2 separate regions of the Pan troglodytes genome follow, and region 2 is linked to region 1. A link is a contact called in public Hi-C data. All regions are on one chromosome and are shown on one strand. Each heading gives the region's core, a stretch centred on a gene start, on an enhancer-like site or on the middle of the called end of the contact. The rest is flanking DNA. Distances are from core to core; before and after follow the strand shown. Region 1 has its middle 190 kb from the start of TRIM9. Region 2 holds the start of FRMD6 (FERM domain containing 6).

Region 1 (6,739 bases), core at 1,432-3,931:
AAAGGTGCCAGGTGAACTTCCTAGGTCAGTGATTCCAACCCTGACTATGCATTAGAATCACCTGGGGAGCCAATACAAAGTATCAGTGCCTAGGCTGCCCCCACCGACCCAATTAAATCAGGGCTTGAATCAACGAATTGGTGTCACGTGCCCAACTATTTCAGCATTGCCATGTACAAGTGACTTCTGTGATTCCCGTTGTGCCCCTCCCACTTTTGAACTTGAGTGTCTACTGCAATGATCTCGGTGTGGTCATTATGTGCTGGGTATATGGAGCAGACAACTCCAGTCTCCAGGTTACAAGTCTTCAGATGAAGAGGAACTGTATTTAAAGAAACATACCTGATAGCTTCATATGCACCAAGACATGATTTAGAAGATGCGATCCTGGACCTCCATTCTGAGCCTGTTGCTGTAATGAGATGAGAATCTTGGGGGTTGTGGGAGAGGGTGAATGAACTTTGAATGTGGCAGGAATATAAATAATTAGTGGCTAGAGGATGGGCTACAGCAGATTAAAGATGGCTACAAATTCTTTGATACCTCTCCCACTAGGAGGTGGGATTTATTTCCAATCCTTTTGGGTCTGGGCTGCCTGACCGCTTTTGCCAATAGAGAATGGCAGAAGTAACACTAAGCCTGGTCCTTAAAAAGAATGGCAGTTTCTGTCAGTTTCTTGAGCCCCAAGCTATCTTTGCCATATGTGAAGACTATGAAGATATTCCCTGAGGCTACATGGAGAGAGAGGGGGGGAGAGAGAGAGAAGGGGAGAGACAGAGGGGGAGAGAGAGGGTGAGAGAGAGAGGGGAGAGAGAGGGCAGACAGAGGGTGAGAGAGAGAGGGGAGAGAGAGGGGGCAGAGAGGGGGAGAGAGAGAGAGAGAAAAGAGAAGAGAAGAGAGAAAAGAAAAGAGAAGAGAAGAGAAGAGTAGAAGAGAAAAGAAAAGAGAAGAGAAGAGGAGAAGAGAAAAGAGAAGAGAACAGGTGAGCTCAGATTCCCATTCGTTCCTATCAAGGCACCAAGCATGTGAATAAAGCATGTGAGTGAAGTCATCTTTGATTCTCCAAACCAGTTCAGCTGCCAGCTAAATGCCACCGACTAATCCCAATTGACACCACAAGGAGCAGAAGAATCACCTGGTTAAGACTTGCTCCAATTCCTGTTCCTCAAAATTGTGAGCTCTCATGAAATGGCTGTTGTTTTCAGCTACTAAATTTTGTTGTGGTTTGTTATGCAGCAGTAGATTATCAGAACTCTCCCCCAGGTGATTCTAATGTGCAGCCCAGCTGTTCAAAAACAGTTTCACCTGGGTAGTCATGAAGATTTTTGTTTCCCTCTAGCCCTTTATCCACACATTACCAAACCATTTTCTTCTCTAATTCTGCAATTCCCTCATTGAACTTTGTCAAGCACGGGTATGATGGCTCCCTAAGTAAACTACTTTTATGTGGCTAAGGACATCTCATGCGTTTGGACAGAATGATCCGTTTCCCCCATTTAACATTCAATTAAGTGTCGTGGGCTTTTAAAAGAGACCAAGCACTGGACAGGAGTGAGGAAAACTTGACAAAGTCCCAGCTTTGACATTACTACCTCTATGACCTTGGGCAAGTCATGTATATTTTCCCCATCTTATTTTTAACATTTATAAAATGAGGAAGTTAGATTACTTGTCTCTCAGTTCCCCTTCACTTGTGGGACTTTGAGACATTGTAAGGATGTTGAATAGTAACTGTCAATGGGGAGAAATTCTTTTCACAGAAAACACACAACTCATCAATTTCCTCTTGATTGCCCTGACTCAGTCTAGATTTATACCCACCACCTTGGGGCGAAAAGTTATGTCTACATCACTAGTAACATCCTCAGGCACTTAACTTCCTGAGGATGTACGCCCATTTTAAATGCACGAAGCTCAAGAAGAAAGAAAAAGAAATAAAATTGAATTCAACATGCATTCTTTCATTCCATAAGATTCAGTAGAGGCTTTGTGTTCCATGTGATTATGCCAGGCAAAAGATGTTCAATGCCATGGGCTGTTCCGGGGAATGAGAGATAGAGTAATGAAATTCATGACATGTAAGTTTGGATTTACAAGTCAACAACAAATCCCTCTGTGAGTTTTCAGAATTTATCCACCTCAATGTTAAAAGCCGAAAGAAAGAGTTCTTTGTGTGTAAAGTGAAACCATATTCCATCCTAAATCTTTAAATATAGTTGCTCACTTCCTTCAGCTCCTGTTAAGCACTGCTGACCTTTCCCAAAGTATTCTTTTCTGGTCTCCACTAATAGCAGAAGATCTAACCCACTGCTGTTAACAATACACATTACAGGATTTTGAAAGCTGAAAGTAGTAGCTCCAAGCAAATTGGAGTTTTTTTTTAAATTCCTTTATTTTGAAAGTTTAGGCATAATCTGGGGTAGAAGTTCATGTGTTCGTGGTAGTTAAAAAGTCAAGGTCAAACTCTACATGCCACAGGGAATCATAAAAAAAAAACAAAAAACAACAAAAAAAAACCTCTGTTCTTCTCCCCGCTTAAATCAGAACCAAAGAATTCCCCAGTGAGAACATATCTCTCATCTTTCACTCAGAACAAAAAGCAGCAGTACAAAACATGAACTGCATGGTGTTTGCTACCCCTGGGTGGCAGCTGCTAGCATGAGCATTACCATTTGTATTCAAGGGATCTTTTATTCCCAGTTGCATGAGCCAAGCCACAGGGCTTGCAAGAATGCTTGGGATGCTTCTTGTGGACTTAGGACACAAAGAATCTGTGGTGTGGCTCTGAAATGGGAACCGCTAAAGACAGAAGAACTGAAAGGGATATTTAATATGTTAGTAAGGACATTGCTATTCATGTATGGAGTATGTATGTGTGCAGAAGACTGTGTGTGTGTGTTTATGAGGATATGTATATGCTGATTTTAAAGTCTCTCTCTGTTTTTAGACAATTGAAGTTATTGTTTTCTATATATACCCAGAAGAGTGTCAAAATGCCTTAATGGGCAGTGAGCCTTCATACCTGTGGTTGGCCAAGTTCAACAAGGCAATTGCAGAATTAGAGAAGGGGACTGTGTTTTTCTTATTAATGGTTAAGCCATTGCCCCGATAAGAGATTTTCAAAGTTTGCAAACAGGAAACTGGTCACCCAAGCTGGAAGTCCTTCTAAAATAGACCCCCTATTTCAGTCAGTATTGAGTAATTTTAGTATGCCAGTGGCTCTAACAGAAATTGTTTTCCATAAAACATGCAAATTGATATGTTTTCAACTCATTCTATCTCTCCTAAAAAGACTCCAGAAAAGTCACCCACAGTACTACCCGGTACAGAAAGGGAAAAGTTTGAAACATTTTTGTTTACATCAAAGTCAGGGAAACCATTTCATACTCTGAATGTTCTTGAGATGATTAATGCCTGCATTGACAGCACCTCCTTCTTAACCAAGGTTGCAGTGAAAGTGAACTTGAGTTTATAGTTCGTGGTCCATAACTGAAACATCATAGATTTAGGTATACAGAAATAGAGCTGGTAATACAAACAAGACCTTGAATTTTACCTGAAGTCGGTGATAGACTCCCCTTAGCTATTTTCCCTTTATTTATTTTTTCCAAATTATAGATGAATTTATGAGCAGTTAAGGTTGTAAAGGGGACCCTAAGGATAGATCAATTTTCCTTAATCCCATGTAACTAACAAATAGAGGTCATATGCAAGTAGAACAGCTTTTAGGTGTCAGGCTAAAAGAATTCTTGATGAGATTGCTCATGTGGAAAGAAAGTATCCCTTTTAAAGTCACCCACTTTGCAAGGGTACCATTGAGCTGTGTGAGCTAAATAAGGCTTGTACAGTTACTGCATTACTTCCCTTCCAGCCCTGGAGACTACAAGCAAAGGAAGATACTTCCTTATTTAATTTGATAATGGTACTAAATGAAACAAATAACAACAAGCTCTTTTGAGTTAGAGAATCAAAAGAAGACAAGATGTATTAATAGCAGAAAACATTGAACTAAGATACAGTAATGACTCTGTTGTTCAAATTGATCCAGCTCTTTATTTACATTATTGAAAAGCTAGAGAGTAGCGGAAATGTTGCCTTTGGTGACAGTTCAACCTCAATGGATCAAATCCAGCTTCATTTCTGGCCCGACCATATACATGGAAGTGATGCCTAATGTAAGGCTCCCCTGGCAGTACTTGTAATTTACAAGATTGATTTTTTTTTTCCTCTGAAGAGCTGTTAAATGTGATTAATTCAACTGAAACTCAGGAAAATTCCCTTTTTCTTTTGCAAACAGAGGTAGAGGAATTCACAATGATCTGGAACACAGAATCATCAGTCATAAGGTCAGTCCCCTGCTTTGACCTTTGCCAAATGGTGAGTTGATTGACTTTTCCCAGTATGAAACATGAGGACCAATGCCTGACACTCAAATGTGAAGATACCCAGGGCCCATGTTAATTTTTAACTTTGTGATTTCTACACCAAACACAGGGCTTATTTTTAAGCATCTGCAGAAAATGTTTTTTATTGTCACAGGAAACCTAAAAATAACCATAACCTTGAATACTCAGATCGTTGAGCTTGATTAAGACACCAACCAAACTGCGGTACTGAGGTCATGGACCGCCTCTGGGAGGAATAGAATTCTGTCTGCCCCGGGTGCTGGGTGTATGAATAGGGCTGAGAAAGCAGGCAAGTCTAAGGTCTCCATGGAGCTCAATCCAGGGGGCAGGGCCTATCCTGGGAGCCAGATGTGAAAGTTTCCTGTCCATTTCTGTTGCTGGCTTTGCTTTCATGAGCAGACAATTTACAACAAATGAAATAGAAACGGCCCTTAAACATGAAACTTGTTCACACTCACTCATAATTAGAGGAATACAATTAAAACAACACTGAGATACCATTTCTTGCCTGTCGGGCTGGCAAAAATTAATAAATTTTACAACACATTCTGTTACATGCATTGCTGGTAGGATGTCAAGCTGGTACAACCTTCTAAAAGTGAAATTTGGCATTACTTTACAAAGCTACATGTGCGTTTACTGTTGGACTCAGAATCTCATTTTAGAAATCTAGCCCAAAATTCACTTCCAATGATATGACAGTACATATGTACAAGATTGTTCACTGAAGCATCATTTGTAATTGCAAAATATTGGAATCAATCTAAATGCCTACAGATGGAAGAATGATTGACTAAAACCATGGTTCATTTATACATGGAGTACTATATATCTGTAAAAAAAAATGAGGAAAGTCTTTCTGAAATAATAGATAGTGATTTTCCAGGACACACTTTTAAGTGAAAAAAGTAAAATGCAAAGAATATGTATAGTATACTATGCTTGATATAAGAAAAAATGGAATACTAAAAGCATATACACATATCTGCTCATTTGTGCCTAAGTATGCTATGCCTATTTACATACAGCTTCACTAACGGAATGTGTTGTAAAATTTATTAATTTTTGCTAACCCGACAGGGAATAATATACAGAAAAAATAAGCCAGGGGTAATGAGATTAGTTACCTACAGATGGTAGATGGAAACAGGGTGGAAAGAATGGGAAATGAGAACAGAGTGGTAGGAGCAAGGTATGAGCAGCACTTTTCTGAATATGCCTTTACTATGTAGCTCTGACTCTTAGAACTATGGGAATGTCCCCCTCTCCCATTATTATTAATTAAATTCAACCCAGATGCTGGGGGAATGCCAAATAGAACACAACAGTAAGAAAAGTAGCATTAGAAATAGTATTTTGACTATATGCTATAGCACTAAAGACTACCGTACGCAAATATTATAAAATGAACAGTAGGCAAATATCTTAATCTATTTGGTAAATACTCATGGGGATATGCTTTAGCAATTCTGAAGCTACATATCTACTAGGATTGAACAAATAAATAGAAACATTGTGAATAATGAGAGCCCCATTTCTCAAGTAGAAGAAATAAGTTAAAAATAAGGAAGGGGGAGGAAGCTAGAATAAACCCTATAGTGTTAGAATAGGAGGTATCAGCATAAACTCATGATTTTTATTATGTACACAGATGGCATAAAGAAGTAAATATAGATTATATATACATATGTAATATACAGACACATATTTCCTATACCTCATGACATCCCAGTAGCAATGAGCATGTCTACCACCTATATTTTGGTTGTTAAATGCCATTCTTCAATAAAAGGAACCAGGGTTCCTTGCAGAATTGGTTGACTCCCAGTGAAATGATAAGATTAGTCTGGAACATCTTGTGATGCCAGAAGGTAAGGAAGTACTCAAAAACTGATGGGGACATGCTGAAAGCATGTAAGAAACTTGAAGGGGTTCATTTTGTAGTAAAAATTGGGACAATTTGAGCAACAACAATTAAAAAATTGTAGTAATGAATTATACTCAAAATAAGTATCTATGGCTCTAAATTGATATGAGTAATTGAATGAATAATTAAGAGGCTGAGAAAGGACAATTCTTACAGTAGGATTCTGATTAATAAATGTAGAGGAAATTATTTAAATAAAAATTATTCTTAGGCAAATAGCAATAACTGTTCAGATAAGAACCATCACTGGGCACTAAAATTAATGAGCAAAAGTATAAGAAATAAGACTATTTGCATAGTCTTAAATTTTCTCTCCTAATTATTACAAAGGGAAAAAAATGTCTTTTTGGTAGAAAAACCTGGCATGCATCACCTTACCCAAGTCATCAAAGTTAATATCACCTAA
Region 2 (6,573 bases), core at 2,588-5,087, 220 kb after region 1:
AACGGTATTTAATTCTGGAAAAGTATTCTTTAAAAGCCAGTATGTTAAATCACTGACTTCTCTCTTAGACTAGAACTTACATATCAGCATTAAAACATACTCTGAATGCTGGATAGCCCTTAATTATTACTATTATTAATTAATTAATTTATTTATTGAGATGGAGTTTTGCTCTTGTTGCCTAGGCTGGAGTGCAATGGCGCGATCTTAGTTCACTGCAACCTCCGCCTCCCAGGTTCAAGCGATTTTCCTGCCTCAGCCTCCTGAGTAGCTGGGATTACAGGCATGTGCCACCATGCCTGGCTAACTTTGTATTTTTAGTAGAGATGGGGTTTCTCCATGTTGGTCAGGCTGGTCTCGAACTCCTGACCTCAGGTGATTTGCCCACCTCCGCCTCCCAAAGTGCTGGGATTACAGGCATGAGCCACCGCGCCCAGCCAATAAGCCTGAATTATACAAAAGATAAAAATATTTTTTTTCTTCTAATATGCTAATCTTAATTGTCAACATACTATCCTGGTGTCTAGAAAATACCTGTAAAGGAATGTGAATTACAGCAGTTCTTATCTCATTTTCTATATTACTGTGTTCTTTACACCAAAATGTACAAATACCACCTACCAAAGTTTACACCTCTCAAAATAAGGCTATGGCCATCATGCTTTAAAAGCATGGCTCTGTGTGCTTGTTCACTCTGTGTCCTCTGCCATATGCCTACACTTAAAATAACCTGGGGATATTTAAAACATTCCAAAGCCCAAGCCATACCACAGACCAATTAAATTATATGCCTGAGACACAGGCATCAATAGTTTTTGAAAGTTTCTAGGTAATTCCAACGTGCTTGCAAGTTTGAGAGCACTGTCTCAACCAACTTGTTCTCAGGCAAACTTCTGTTTATCCTTCCCTTCTCAGTTCACAGGGGATGTTTGATGCTCTCCCTCCCTAGGCCTTCTCACTATTCTTCCTGCGTATCTCTACCATAGCACGAACTAACTATGTTGTAACTGTTAACTCACGTGTCTGTTCCCCTAATCTGCTATAAGATTAAGGAGTATTTTTATTTTTGAATCTCTGAATCTAACCCTTTGCCTGGTGCATGGGAGAACCCAATAAATTCATAGAATGAATAACCTGTTCCTAAGAAAAACAAAAGCAAAAATGTAGAGTTGTGTTAATATTTAAATGCCATGGAAAAAGTAATTGCTTAGGATGTGTTTAAAATAATGTTTCCCTGGTGGGCAATGTCCCATATTTAGAAAAACATCTCATCATATTAGTGAAAATAAAACATCCCAACATTAAGAAGAAACATAAAATGTAACTTTGAATTATTACCCACACAGTTGCGTTCTTTATTGTAATAAGCACAGAAAAACGTTTTCTGTGATAAGAAATATCTAGAACAACACATCCTTTCTCAGCTCCCCTTCCATCTTTACTAGATTATGTATTACTTCCCCAATCAGTCCTTTCAGAATTTGATGATGTTACAGGAGTTCATATAACTGATTTTAAGAGTTTAAAATACTTAGTTTGCAAAATATTTTAACTAAGAGTCTCTGTTTAATGTGGTATTTATACTGTTAATATTATCACTATGATTCAGAAAATATTCACATAGTGAATTTTCCTACAATATAATTCTGGACAATAAGCCCACTCTTAAACACACTTTTTTTTTTTTAAACTGTTCAAAATATTTTGCTTTTTGTTTTACCTAATTATATTTGCAGCAATGTTTCACAGCCTACCAATATGTTGTTGTTTATCTGTTAGATTTTGATTCATGAAACCTGAAAATAAATCAGATTTAGGAACTGTTTTCCAAGATAGTGATATATTATTCATTTATCTAATTTATCTTTACACATGAAATGCCGGATTATCTCAGTAGGTACCAAATTAATTTAAGACCTTACCAAGTAGTATTCAATATGCACTCATTCTGATGCATATAAAAGACAAAAATGAGAAAAAAAGTGCAATCCTCTACCTTTAAATGCCTACACTGTCCTCAACTATTGTTGTCCAATTTTTAATTTTAGTACATTAAGTACAGCTACATTTTTTTTTTCTTTTTCAGACAGGGTCTCACTCTGTCACCCAGGCTGGAGTCCCGTGGTGTAATCATAATTCACTGTGGCCTCAACCTCCTAGGCCCAAGCCATCCTCCCACCTCAGCCTCCTGAGTAGCTGGGGCTACAGGCATGGGCCACCATGCCCGGAAAATTTATTTATTTTTTATTTTTAGTAGAAACAAGGTCTGGCTATGATGCCCAGGCTGTCTTGAACTCCCGGCCTCAAACGATCCTGTCACCTCGGCCTCCCAAAGTGCTGGAGTACCGCTAATTTAAAAGGCAGTCATTGAAACATATTTCTTGTTCTCTTTTGCATCATGGAGTTATGACTTTAAATCATAAGTACAGTATCCTTAGAAACTGACCAGCTTTATCAGAAATAAGTTCTGAATGTATTGTCAATTGTGAAAAGACAAAAGATCACAGTTCCTAATATTCAGTTCTAATGGCATGGTTCCCCAAAATGTAAAAGCTGTGACTGAGACAATTATTTCAAGAGAGCTTCAGCTGTAAATAAACACAAAACTGAATTCCTTTGCCATGCAAACAAGAGGCACACTTTCAACCAGTAACAGCTGGCTTCATATATTCATCTTTGGATGAAAAGAGCAGGGCAGTTTTAAAAGTTGACTTCTGAGAGCATCAGATTTTGGATAGTGTCCTTTCTCAGGTCCTGTTTCCTTGTCTCCTCATCCCATTTTAAAAGCCAGACACATAAACCCCGGCACTCCTTTAGCGAAGGGCTCAGTGAGGGCGTTTTTGCCACCCGTGGCCAGGGGTCATTGGGTCAGCAAAGTCAGAGGAAACCTAGAAAGGCAGAAGCCCAGGAGGTTGACGCCCTGCGGGTCCAGGGGCCAGGTGCTGGGTGTCTCTCCTTTCGTGTGCGGTTCCCAGCAGCAGGTCCTGGTGGGCGCAGACTGACCGGAGAGGTGTGGCTCGCCCCCTCCCCAGACCCCGAGGTGGCAATGAAACCTCCATCTCCTGGCTTGATTCCTTGTGCTATAAAAAATCTTCCACTGGCCCTTTGCATCTCTCGCCCTCCATCCCCCAAAGCCACTATCGGGAGGGGACAAAAATAATTTCTGAGGGGCCACGGGCACTAAAACCACAGCAGACAGAGGCTGTGTCTACCTGACGAACTGGAGAGGTAGAGTTAGCGGGGGAGGCTGGGCATCCTCGGCGGCGCCCCCTCCATCCAGCGTGAAACCCACGAGGCGCGGCGTCTCGAGTGGCGGGCGGGCAGGGGGCTGCAGGATTCACGAAGCCTCCTCCGCCGGGGACCGCCTCCTCTCGGAGTGGCCTCCCCTCCGGCGTTCCGCTTTAGTAAGACGACACTCAGGCCAAACAGCCGCCCCCGGCCAGCCCGACTAGGCTCTGGAGGGAGCGCCCCGAGGGAGTCCAGCCGGAGGCGGAGAAGGCCACTCGGCCAGAAGGTGGGGAGCCGCCGGCGTCCCCTGGCACCTCCGTCTCCACAGCAGGGGGAAAGGCCCTGATCGCCGTGGTCCACACCACCGCGTCCACCTGAGGCTCGCCTCGCTTCCTGGGTCCCTAGAGGGGTGGCGTACTCCGCTTTCTCCTGCCCCCAAGTGGCCGCACCCCTCCGCGGGACTCTTGGTTGGGTCCAGGGCGGGGCGGGCGGGCGCTCCCCGTACTGCCGCGAGCTCAGCGCGCAGCTCCCGCGGCTCGGCTGCCGCCGCGGCCAGTTGGGGCGGGTCGGGGGCGGGGTCTCAGGGGGCGGGGATTCGGGGGGCGGGTCGGGTCGGGAGGCGTGGGTGGGGGGCGGGGCGGACGCGGAGCGCTCCTCTGGCTGGCGGGGCCAAGGGGCTGAGAGGAGTGGGGCAGGCTCGGCGCCGGTAGGAAGACTCAGAGGGCTGACCAGAGAGCCCAACGCCTGGTGCTCAAGACTTTCTCCGAGGTATGAACAAGAACCAGGCGTCTGGGCCCTTTCCGCTCGCCCCATCGCTCAGCCGCCGCGCCCCGGACGCCCGCTGTGCCCCCTGCCGGCGGGGCGGCGGCGGGACTGGGTTTCGGGAGGGTTTCTGGAAGTCGCGAGTCCCAGCGAAGGCAGTGCGCCGCTCTCCGCCTCTTTCTTCGCCTTCTTCTCGCTCCCTTAGCTCTGGGTGTCGGGCGCCGGCGGTAAGGTCGCTTCTCCGTGAGTCGGAGCTCGCCCACTCTGGGACGGGCGGACGAGGCCCTAGGGCAGCTGAGCCCGGCAGCGGGGGAGGCGTGGAGCTCGGGGCGGCTTCAGCGGCGGGGGCGGGAGGCTGGTCCTGGCTGCAGACTGCGCGCCTGGGCTCCGTGCGCGGTGCCTGGTTCTCTGCATCGCGGAGGTCCCCGGATCACAGGGCTCCCTGGCGGGCCCCGGCACCCAGGTCTGTGTCGCTGTGGCTGGGCGCCGGGACTAGCACTCGAGTCCCGCGCTCCCGGGCGCTGCGCCGTGCCGCCTGTTGTGCGCGCGCAGAGGCCGGACAGCCCGGCTGCGGGAAGGGACCCGAGCGCAGGGTCTGCTCCGCGTCCCGGAAAGTGCCTAGTCTGCGGAGCCGGAGGTTGAGCTGGGGCAGATCGGCGCCAGACGGGGGCCTGGGTGAGATACGAGTTGGGGGTGCGGCCTGCAGAATTTGGGTTTCTGGAGGAGCTTGCGGCGCGCTGACGGAGCCCCAGGCGAACAGGAGCACCGGATTCGGCTCCGGGAGGGCCAGGCACTGTCAGGTATGGACAGCTGCGGTCCACCCGTGTAAGTGTAAAGTCTACAGAGATTAAAACAACACCGCGAGTCCTGGGACAGCATAACCTAATGGTGCGGGCGTTTTCTTAAAGGCACGAATAGATGGGAAAATGTCAAAATAAGCATATTTTAAAGTTGAAAGCTGGCAGATTTTCAGGCCGTGTAGTTGTGTAGCTAGTGTCCAAAGAAATATTAGCTCGTTTTCCCCCTTAACACCTTTTCATTTTAATTTTTTTAAGCAAAATCTGTTTTGCCAGTATTTCCCTCAGGAGCTGTGCATTGCTCACAGCAGGGAAGGAAAACTTCAGCAAGCGTTCTCAGGTTGCTTCTGACTTCCAGCCTGTGCTCTCCAGCATTTCTGAATGTGGAGAAAAAGTATCTCTTGCTGGATTTTCCGAGTATGATTCCCTTCTGTTCTTCTCTGGGACCGGGCAATGTTTATTTATTGGTTTTATAAGCATCTATTTAAATTTAGTTTTTGCACGAAATACTCCCTCTTGCCACAGGGTGTAGTTTGGGGTTTACAAAATGCTGTTGGAGAAAGCTGCTAGTGGCTTCATTTTCCAAGAATGTAAGTCATTTCCTTTCTGTGATTTCAGGGAGTTGATATTTCACAGCATCAAAACTTTGTGGGGAAAATTTTCCGTAATACATCTGTCATTAAAAAGGCTTGTGACTTTTGGGTTTCCTTCTTAGAGCAGTGCATGAATTTAGGTTCAGCAGTGTTAAAGGGTGAGAAGTTTTTTTTTTAGAATTTAGAGCATTATGAGACTATTGTAGAAATTTTAACAACCAGGACCTACAGGATGGAGAGTGGGGGAGGGGCGAAGACCAGAAGAGAGGCAGGAAAACAGATGCCTTTGCTGATGTCCTTTGTAGTATAAAACTTAACAGCACCACAGCACCTAATCATTTTCTCAGGTGTGGCTTTGAGAAATAAACGTTTTATGTTAAAAATGAAAATACTTCACAATATGAGACAGCTGGCATTTGAATACTTTTCCCAGTATGTTTGTAAACATTTTGGATTCATATTTCATATTAAAATGGACATTTAGTAGGATTATTAGATGAAAAGGGTCCCCCAGGGGATATCTCATATCAAATTATCTGCAGGACATCTTCTCCAGAAAGCAGACTGACTGTAATATGAACTAATTTTCCCCCCTTTGAGTTGCTTGCAAGAATCTCTGAGATCTGACACTGATGGGCTACAGTAATCAGCAGTTCTTGCAGTACTCAAGACATTTTAAGGGGCAGGAAATCTTTCCTATTTCCAGTATCTCCTTTTTGGGGGCAACAAGGGTAAGCTGCTAGTTTTAAGTACATAATTTGAACTTAGAGATTTAAGATGCTCCTGGCTGTACAGGAAAACGCCTGAAAACAGCATGGGCCTGGATGAAGACGCTGCTTTTGAAAGCAAAATGCCAGTGTGCTAGGTAGCGGTTTTTAGTTACAAATTCTTTAAAAAAATTGTTACTGAACTAGGTTAGCTGAATTGGGGGGGGGGGGGGTCTTTTTGTAGTTTTTGGATTTTGTTTCCACATTTAACTATACTTATAAAGCTTTTGGCTTTCTGAACTTATGATGTAATAGACTGCGTAGCCTTTTGTGGCAGATGCTTGGAATGAAAGTTTCAAACATAATTGTTTTTGACTGAGCTGTCAGGTTCAGAGTTGAGTGTAAATGAGTCCTGTCTCACAACTAACTTTTTTGATAAAGGAATTCTTTGTAGTTTTCGATTTGGATGTTGCACATTTTGATTTC

Evidence for each region. Hi-C and Micro-C count contacts between places; a contact is called where the count stands out from the background.
Region 2: a contact with region 1 is called in a Hi-C map of stem cell-derived neural progenitor cells, with 4 times the contacts expected there. The contact joins the promoter of FRMD6 here to the enhancer-like site in region 1. A contact is called at or near these places in 1 of 7 Hi-C or Micro-C datasets (stem cell-derived neural progenitor cells) and 1 of 1 datasets of contacts at active chromatin or transcription factors (stem cell-derived excitatory neurons).

Annotation. Positions count from the first base shown.
Region 1 is chr15:49,442,025-49,448,763 of NHGRI_mPanTro3-v2.0_pri, forward strand. No RefSeq gene overlaps it. Among named protein-coding and RNA genes, the nearest start is that of TRIM9, 190 kb to the left of the region's middle. Within about 2 kb of position 2,682, at least 2 of the 24 cell types and tissues checked have an H3K27ac peak or open chromatin away from gene starts, as enhancers often do. A contact at or near this core is called in stem cell-derived neural progenitor cells, where this site is marked.
Region 2 is chr15:49,663,022-49,669,594 of NHGRI_mPanTro3-v2.0_pri, forward strand. FRMD6 (FERM domain containing 6) reads left to right here and starts at 3,838. Exons shown (of 14, transcript XM_001157785.7): 1 at 3,838-3,996.